Linked DNA regions of Macaca mulatta: region 1 is linked to region 2. A link is a contact called in public Hi-C data. All regions are on one chromosome and are shown on one strand. Each heading gives the region's core, a stretch centred on a gene start, on an enhancer-like site or on the middle of the called end of the contact. The rest is flanking DNA. Distances are from core to core; before and after follow the strand shown. Region 1 holds the start of VPS35L (VPS35 endosomal protein sorting factor like). Region 2 holds the start of GDE1 (glycerophosphodiester phosphodiesterase 1).

Evidence for each region. A called contact is a pair of places that touch in the nucleus more often than the background predicts.
Region 1: a contact with region 2 is called in a Hi-C map of fetal cortex germinal zone, with 2.5 times the contacts expected there. The contact joins the promoter of VPS35L here to the promoter of GDE1 in region 2. A contact is called at or near these places in 2 of 14 Hi-C or Micro-C datasets (fetal cortex germinal zone and liver).

What each region holds. Positions count from the first base shown.
Region 1 is chr20:19,579,067-19,583,407 of T2T-MMU8v2.0, forward strand. VPS35L (VPS35 endosomal protein sorting factor like) reads left to right here and starts at 1,724. Exons shown (of 29, transcript XM_077986368.1): 1 at 1,724-1,762.
Region 2 is chr20:19,543,008-19,547,856 of T2T-MMU8v2.0, forward strand. It overlaps GDE1 (glycerophosphodiester phosphodiesterase 1), which reads right to left and starts at 2,218. Exons shown (of 6, transcript NM_001260575.1): 1 at 1,937-2,218. The coding sequence starts at 2,197. CCP110 (centriolar coiled-coil protein 110) reads left to right here and starts at 4,217. Exons shown (of 13, transcript XM_077986357.1): 1 at 4,217-4,363.

The DNA of each region.
Region 1 (4,341 bases), core at 474-2,973, 36 kb after region 2:
ACTTGAGCCCAGGAATTACAGGCCCCAGTGAGCTATAATCGCACCACTGCACTCCAGTGTGAGTGAGGCTTTATCTCCAAAAAAAAAAAAAAAGAAAAGAAAAAAGAAAAATAGATATTGAAAAGTATTTGGCCAAAACAAATATTGTATATAATCGTTCTTTACAATTACAAGTTCTATGAAAGATATATCTCATTATTTAATATATCCCCTGGGCCAGGTGCAGTGGCTCACGCCTGTAATCCCAACACTTTAGGAGGCCAAGGCGGAAGGATCACCTGAAGTCGGGAGTTTGAGACCAGCCTGGCCAACATGGTGAAACCCCATCTCTACTAAAAGTTGGACATTTCAGAAGGTAAAACTCAAGCTGGAAATGTCTTAACTTATTAAGAGAGAGAAGCCTGCTAAGGGAAGGAGAGGGAGAAAAGAATACGAAGGTTGAAGCTCACATCAAGGCTGTTAATTTGCACAACTTTAAGAATCCTCCTCTTGTTACTGCCTAATCATGTAATGTGAGCCTAGGAAAAGGCTCCTCACCTTGACCTCTTATTGAGATGTTGCATGTGATAACATGCAAGGCTGTATGGGAAGAGCTCCTCGCTTTCCCCTGGCCACCCTTTAACCCTTGTTCACTTCCAGTGTTGGGAACAGTAGGTACGACTGGAAATACTTTCCTACCTATACTGAGCTGAACACTGGAGGGCCCGTTCCGGAGATGATCCTTTTCCCTGTCATAGGTCACCATCCCATGAACAACCACAGACCACCACCCCCGAATGAAAAGTAAGAGTTATAAAAACATTGAATGCTTTCTCTCTAAGGGACCATAATGGATAAGTAGGTTATAAAAATAATAATTTAAAAAAAATTTTTTTGAGACTGAGTTTCGCTCTTGTAGCCCAGGCTGGTCCTGAACTCCTGACATCAGGTGACCCATCGGCCTCAGCCTCCCAAAGTTCTGGGATCATAGGCCTGAGCCACCGCTCCCGGCCTAAAATAATTTTAAAAACGTTCTGGGGTCGAAATTGATATCCACCTTCCTAGAAACTGCTTTGCCAAGTTGGAGGAAATGCGAACCCTAATTTCCCCCCCGTGCATTATTGGCAGTCAATCATATTGGATCTAGGGCAGCCCTTGGTTGCTAGTCGTGGGAAGGGCATTCTGGAAGTGCCTAAAACCGCCCGCAAAGCAGTGGGTAAAGCAGCGGCCTAGAGGGGGCATGGCTGACCCACGCCAAACAGCGCATTAGCCGCAAAACCAGGTGCTGGCGGAACCTCAGTTTGCGTCTTCGCTCCGCCGCCTTCTGGAGTCCTTTCCGCCCCTAGGGGACGCAGGTGGGCTAAACAGCAGTCAAGCCCTTCACCATCATGACGCCCGCAGGCGGGACCACCCGGCACTGTAGACAGCTGCCCTTTACAATCATGGCTCACAGAAACTCTAGGGCACGCTGGCCGTGACCGACGCTGCTCCTCAGAAGCATGGCGCCGGCGGAAGTTGTAACCTGGGCTGTCCGGAGTGGGTAGCTGCCCCTTACAAGCATGGCGTCAGCTGAAAATGAAGTCTGTACTGTGCGGAGCGTCGCCTGCCCCTCACAAACATGGCGCCCGCAGAAGGTGCAGTGCGGACTTAGTGGGGCGGGGCAGGTGCCCTTCACAAACATGGCGGCCGGGGTTGAGGGGCGTGGCGGGGTCTGGATGGGAAGCCAAGCAGACGGCCCCAGAACAAGCGGTCATGTGACTGGGAAGATGGCGGTCTTTCCTTGGTAAGGAAGCAGCGGCGGGTGGGCTTCTGGGAGGGGCTGTTTTAGTTGTGATGGGGTCGGCCTGGGTCTGAGAGTGTGAATTCCTCTCTGTCTGGTTATGGTGGTCGACCGCCCACCCCCAAGTTGTCTTGACCGTAGAATCCCTGCCCGCTACCGCGGTTCAGTGGAGCAGTCTGAAGCCAGACCGGCGGGTTCTTGGTTCTCCCCCCGTCTGCTGCCTCTCTGCGCCTTCCACGGGTCCCTGTCCATTCATTCCTTAAAGAAGACTTGAGTTTCCAGGCTTCCGCGTCCCCAGAAGTTGGCGCGGGTTCTGGGGTTGCTGGATGAGGGTAATGGTGGGCTCAGCTCTAAGTCTGGACGAGTCGGGAGACCTGGCTGTTGGTCAGTGTCCTGAGCTCCTCTGTTCACCTGGAGACTTGCTTTTCTCATCTGTAAAATGGCCGCCATTCATCCTACCCTAAGCACAGCCCTCAGACTTATTCCTTGGCCTCAAGGAGCTCACAGTATAATGGAGCAGACACACAGTAGAGGGGATGTCCAAAGAAGGCATTCGGCTGAGGCACCAAGAAGGGAGTGATTATCCCCACCAAGGGGCTGGGGGAAGGCTTCAAAGAGGAACAATTATTCCTGTTATTGGATCTAGGGCAGTTATTCCTTCAAAGAGGAACAGTTAATCCTCCAAATTGGGTCTTGGAGAATGAACAGGAGTTCACCATAGGGGAGGGCGTGGCGTGTGCGTGGTTGGCAGGCCCTTAGGTCCCTTGTGTGGAGTAGCTAGGAGTGAGTGACTGAAGCGTCAGGGTTCAGCAGGTGGTATGTGTGTGAGTGAAGAACTTGAGCAAGTTTGTGTTGGTGATGATAGTGGGATTTGAGGACGGAGAATCTCTCAGAAAGCGAGATAATTTACTTTCTCTTCAAATGATGTGAAGTAGCTTAGATTAAATGAGCAAATGAAAGACCTTAGAAATAATCAGGTACAACCTTCTGCTTTTGTGCTTGACAAACAGTTGATTTCGTCTTATTCCTTTCACTTTTCCAACACTTAAGAGACTGCTTCCTTGACACGCTACATCAGCATTGAATGCCTCTGAGCACTTCCACGGCCTGAGTTTTCTTTCAGTTAATAGTCATGCTGGCTAGGTACGGTGGCTCACGCCTCTAATCCTAGCACTTTGGGAGGCCGAGGCTGGCGGATCACCTGAGGTCAGGGGTTCGAGACCAGCTTGGCCAACATGGCGAAACCTAGTCTCTACTAAAAACACAACAATTAGCTGGGTGTGGTGGCACGCACCTGTAATCCCAGCTACTCGGGAGGGTGAGGCAGGAGAATCGCTTGAACCTGGGAGGTGGAAGTTGCAGTGAACTGAGATCGTGCCACTGCACTCCAGCCTGGGCAACAGAGTGAGATTCTGTCTCAAAAAAATAATAAAAATAAAAAAGTCATGCTAGCTTGACCAAAAAGCTTATCAAAAACATGGGAAACGTTTGACTTCAGCGGATTTATCTGGAGTTTGCAATAAAAAAATCCAGGGAGATGTTGTCTTAATCTCTGCATCCCAGTACATTTTTACCTTTGGCATTTTAATTTTATATTATAAGCAGGCAAACAGGTGCCATAACGCTTTTATTGTTCAGGGTCTCTATAGTTCCTAATCTGGCCATGCGCTAAACATTTTGTTGTTGTAGCTTTTGTTGAGACGGAGGCTCACCCAGTCTTGAGTGCAGTGGCCTGATCTTGGCTCACCGCAACCTCCACCTTCGGGTTCAGGCGATTCTTTGCCTCAGTCTCCCGAATAGCTAGGATTACAGGCGCACACCCTCACGCCTGGCTAATTTTTGTATTTTTAGTAGAGACGGGGTTTCACCATGTTGGCCAGGCTGGTCTGGAACTCCTGACCTTAAGTGATCCGTCCACCTCGGGTTCCCAAAGTGCTGGGATTACAGGCGTGAGCCACCGCGCCTGGCCCGTGCTCTAAACATTTTCCTTCGAAGTGCACATTCATCTTTCTGTTTCCCTAATAGACTTCTTGCCCCTTAAAAGTTAAAAGGACTGGCTGGGCGCAGTCTCTCATGGCCTGTAATCCCAGCACTTGGGGAGGCCGAGGCGGGTGGATCACCTGAGGTCAGGAGTTCAAGACCAGCCTGCCCAACATGGTGAAAGCCCATCTCTACAAAAATACAAAAAGTAATCGGGCATGATGGCAGGTTCCTGTAATCCCAGCTACTTGGGAGGCTAAAGTGGGAGAATCGCTTGATCCTAGGAGAATCGCTTGATCCCAGGAGGTGGAGGTTGCAGTGAGCCAAGATTATGCCATTACACTCCATCCTGAGCTACTGATTGAGACTCCGTCTCAAAAAAAAAAAAAAAAAAAATGGACTGAGTTTTGTCCATCTTTGTATGTGGCACCTAAAACGTGATGGTGAGTGCTGAATAATATTTATGAATGAATGAGGAGACTGAGAAAGACTACAGAGGAGAAATGAGTTTCTGTCATTAAATTTGCATTTATCAAGTCCTTATTTTCTGTCAGACACCACTCGTAAAGTGTATAACGTGTAACGTCATTCGGTTCTTAAAA
Region 2 (4,849 bases), core at 968-3,467:
CAGCACTTTGGGAGGCTGAGGCGGGCGGATCACCTGAGGTTGAGAGTTCAAGACTAGCCTGAACAACATGGCAAAACCCTGTCTCTACTAAAAAAATACAAAATTAGCTGGGCATGGTGGCACATGTCTGTAATCCCAGTTACTCGAGAGGCTGAGGCAGGAGAACCACTTGAACCCCGGAGGCAGAGGTTACAGTGAGCACAGATCGCGCCATTGAACTCCACCCTGGGCAACAAGAGTGAAACTCCATCTCAAAAAACAAACAAAAAAACCAAAACCAAAAAAAACCCCCATAAATTTAAATAAATAAATAAATTAATTTTTAAAATGTATAAATCTGGAGCCGGGCACGGTGGCTCATGCCTGTAATCCCAGCACTTTGGGAGACCAAGACGGGCGGATCACTGAAAGTCAGGAATTTGAGACCAGCCTGGCCAACATAGTGAAACCCTCCCTCTACTAAAAATAACAAAAATTAGCTGGGTGTGGTGGCAGGCACCTGTAATCCCAGCTACTTGGGAGGCTGAGGCAGGAGAATCACTTGAACCTGGTATACAGAGGTTGCAGTGAGCTGAGGTCATGCCAATGCACTCCAGCCTGGGCGACAGTGAGACTCCGTTTAAAAAAAAAAAACGAAAAAAAGGAAATGAGGGAGGCCAGGTGTGATGGCTCATGTCTGTAATCGTAGCACCTTAGGAGGTTGAGGCGGGAGGATCACTTTGAGGCCAGGAGTTTGAGACCAGTCTGGTCAACATAGCAGAACCCCGTCTCTACTAAAAATATAAAAATTAGCTGGGCGTGGTGGTGGGCGCCTGTAATCCCAGCTACTCGGGAGGCTGAGGCACGAGACTCGCTTGAACACGGAAGGCAGAGGTTGCAGTGCACGGAGATTGCACCACTGCACTTCAGCCTGGGTAAAAGAGTGAAACTCTGTCCACAAAAAAAAAAAAAAAAAAAAAAAAAAAAAAAAAAAAAAAAGAAGGAAGGAGAGAGAGAGAAAAAAAAAAAAAAAAAAGAAGAGAATCAGATACATTTACACAGATGCAAAAGCACCTAATCCACTGAAAAGCCCTCTCTGTAAGCTGTCATTATTATGAAGCCAGGAGAATGCCAAGAGCTGGGAGGTACCAAAAGTTTCAGGAGTGCCTTATGAAAAAGAGAGGGCAAAAATTGTTATGAGTCCAGCTGCCAGGCTTGTGCGAGTGCCAATGTGTGTGTCTGGGGAAAAGGTGATAAGGAAATTACTCACGTGACTCAGACGACAAGCAAAGGTATGTCCTGTGAAGGGTGAGCTATTTAGACTAACCTCAATTACTGACCAAGACCCTATTTGACCTGACCCATTTCCTACTTCATTCACACACCAGTCTTTGTTCTGTTCCTTGAAGTCCGGCCACACACTGCCTCTTCTGTTACCTGAACACCTCTATATTATTCCCATCTCAGGACCTTCTGCGTCTGCCTGGCTCCTTATAACTCCGGTTTCTGTTCAAATGTTGCTTCTTCGGAGACGATTTCTCTGGACTACTCCATCTAAATAAAATAGCGTAACTCCTCCCCTCGAGTTCCCCCGATTTCTTCATTGCACCTTTCACTCTCTTAAAGTTATCTCATTTACATGTTTACTTGTTTAAGGCTTGCCTCCCCCACTCCGATGTACACTCTGTAAACCAGGGACACTTTTGACCTTGTTCCTGGATGTAATCTCAACGTCAGTCCCACAGAAACGATATACATATCTGCTGTCGTCTGTAAATATAAAACCTGAAGTCGGGAGATCCCTAGACAGTGGGAGGGATCAAGGGCCGGGAGTGTGCCTTGTGGACGAATGAGGAAGTGGGAAGGTCGTCTTGAGTAGATCGGGGAACCCTGGGAAGGAAAAGTAGAAGTCCGAGCTCTCGGGAGGACCGAGGGGCGCGAGGCGTGGGTGTCTCACCTGCCGAATGGCCGCCAGCGTGTTCTCGGGCGCGTCGTGGCTGCCGCCGCGGTGGGCGATGGCAGAAATGCGGTCCCGGGGCTTGAGCACCTGCAGGACCCTGCAAGAGGGCACCGGCTCAAAGCTGAAGACGCGCAGCAGAACGAAGAGGCTGCCGGTGAGGAGGCAGGCATTGACCGGGCTTCGCGTCACCAGCAGCAGCACCAGCAGCAGGAAGGAGAAAGGGCCCAAGAGGCCGCCCTGGTCCTCCCACAGCCACATGCCGGCGCCCGCACCGGCACGGACTGGAGTCCCGGACCCGCCGGGCTCCCGGGGCAGGAGAGCGAGAAGCGAGGGGGAGGGTCCAAGGCACCGGCAGCAGCGGGCACCCTCTGAGTGGACCAGCGCCGCACAATGGCGGCAGCGGACACATCCAGAGAGGCAGTCGGCTGCCTAGCCAATCAGGGATCGGGATTCGCAGCGCTAGTAGGCGGAGCCGCTCCCTGGCAACGGGGGCGGGCCCAGGCCCCAGCCCCAGGCCCAGGCCCCAGACCCTAGACCCTAGGCTCACATTCCAAACCCAAAGTGGCTTAGGGTTTTCTGGGGTCTGAATTTCAACCTGGGCTTTCAGACTCCTAGGCGAGAAAAGGAGGGCTAAGAACCGTCCTAAAGCTGTAGGACTGGGAGGGATTTTAGTGACTCCTTTATCTGCCCTGGAGGAAACTGAAGTCCAGGGAACTTGGAGAGGCAGGATGCTTAGACTATCAGTTCAATTCAATTCAATTCCGTTCAGTTCAGTTCAGTTCAGTTCAGTTCAAGATGTACCAAATACCGGTCCAGGTGCTCCGGACACAGTTGAACAGGACCTACAGGGTTTTTGCTCTTACGGGACTCACATTCTCGTGGGTGGAAATAAAAGTGTTAGCAAGTACACCTAACGTTTACAGAGCACTTACCATGTCCTAGATACTTGGTGAGCAAACACTTTATATGCTTATCTCATTCTCAATACAGCCTAACAGTTATTATCTCAGGAGACTGATTTCAATCGACTTAATTTTCCTGATTCTGGGGGACTGGAAGAGCCTAGCAAAGAAGGCACAATCGGATTATAAAACTGGAAGGGGTTTTAAGGATTCCCTTATTTCATAGATGAGGAAACTGAGGATAGGTGAATTAAGCAGTTAATGGCAGGATGGGGACTGACATAAAGGCCTCCCTAGTGACTTGTGACATTTTCACTCCTCCTCCCCCTAATCTTACTTCTGCTAAGGGCTTTTGTACCAGGGGCTGTGCAAGAGTTACCTCAACTGTGCCTCACAACTACCCTTGTGATAGGCACCTTTAACCCACCATTTAACATATGCAAAAACAGGCACTGGAAGGAGGATAAGAGAGATAGACTGTAAAGCCGAGTTAGGCAATGAAAAGGGACCCCTGGACATATTTTGGAAGGCTGGTAACATTTTTATGTAGAGAACTTTCCAAAAAGATTCAGGGATTTTTCCGTTACCTTTTTTCCTTTAGTGCATTTTCCCACTGATTTGCAAAAGGGGATAAATGTCTTAAGCCTTCCAGTTGGCAACTAGGATTCAGCCTTTTTTATTTTTTATTTTTCCAGACAGTCTCACTCTATCGCCCAGGTTGGAATGCAGTGGTACAATCCCGGCTCACTGAAGCTTCGACCTCCTGGGCTCAAGCCATCTTCCGACCTCAGCCTCCCAAGTAGCTGGGACCACAGGCTAGCGCCACCCCACCCGGCTAATTTTTAAAATTTTTGTAGAGATGCCGCCGTCTCCCTTTGCTGCCCAGGCTGATCTCGAACTCCTGGGCTCAAGCGATCCTCCCGCCTCGGCTTCCAAAATGTTGGAATTATAGGCGTAAGCCATCACCCCGGGTGGGTTCAGCGTTTTTATCTACAAGAAAATATTTTGGTGAATGTTACATGTTTTATAACGGCTACATAGAAAGGGGTTATCTTTATACACATAAGAAAAAAATGGCAACCTCAAGGAACACTTCAGGGGGCTTCAGACCCTGAGGGGTGGTCCTATTATACTAAATAAGTACATTTATTAATACAGTCTAGTCTGTAGCTTGCATTGAAGACTACGTTTCCCGGCGTGCAGCGTGCTGTCCGTAAGCATTACGTCCTCCATCGCGGGCGCGCAATGCACCTCGGGGATTGTAGTGTTCTGGTGGCCCAACGGTTTTAACAGCCCTGGAAGCAACCACCGGAAGTGCCGGCCCTGAGAGGTGGAGTCGGGGTGGCCGCGGCGGCGGTTGCCAGGAGCCCGCGTTGCCGCTTGAGATCTGTAATATGGCGGGGAGGAGGAGGAGAAGGCGGCGGCGGACCGAGCTGCGCTCTGTCAGTACCATTTGAGCCATTCGCTTCCTGACAAGGCCCGTGGCGAGGGGAGAGGACCTGAAGGGGCCGTGGGGGATCAGGTGTGTGCATAAGGAGGGGGCTCGAGCCTCGGCGGGTCCGGGCTGAGAAGTGGTCTGGCGAGGCGAAATTGGCGCCCTGAGGAGTTGAGGGCGGGCTCTGTTGGGCTCCCGGGCCTCGAGCCCCGCGTGGAAAGGCGCCGGCTGTAGGGAGGCGGGACCCCGGGGGCAGCCAGCACCGGGCGCTGAGGTGATGCTCCGATGCCGGCCCCGCCTGGAGGGCCCTCGGTTTGGAGCCTTAAATCGGAGGAGCTGGAGGAGGTGGGCATGGGGCGCTGGGGAGAGGGCAGGGGCTTTTTCCTGGGAAATAAAACTAGGGCCAGAGCCGGAGAACACCATCGTGGTGATCAAATTTTGGGGGCCGTTTTTCTTCTCCCTCCCACGGTGCTGGAGAGAGAGGCTTCCCCGGGGTGTGCATTGGCCGTTTATGAGCCCCGGTTACCACAACCAAGGCCCTAGGAACGCTGCTTACTTCGCCTTTGCCACTCT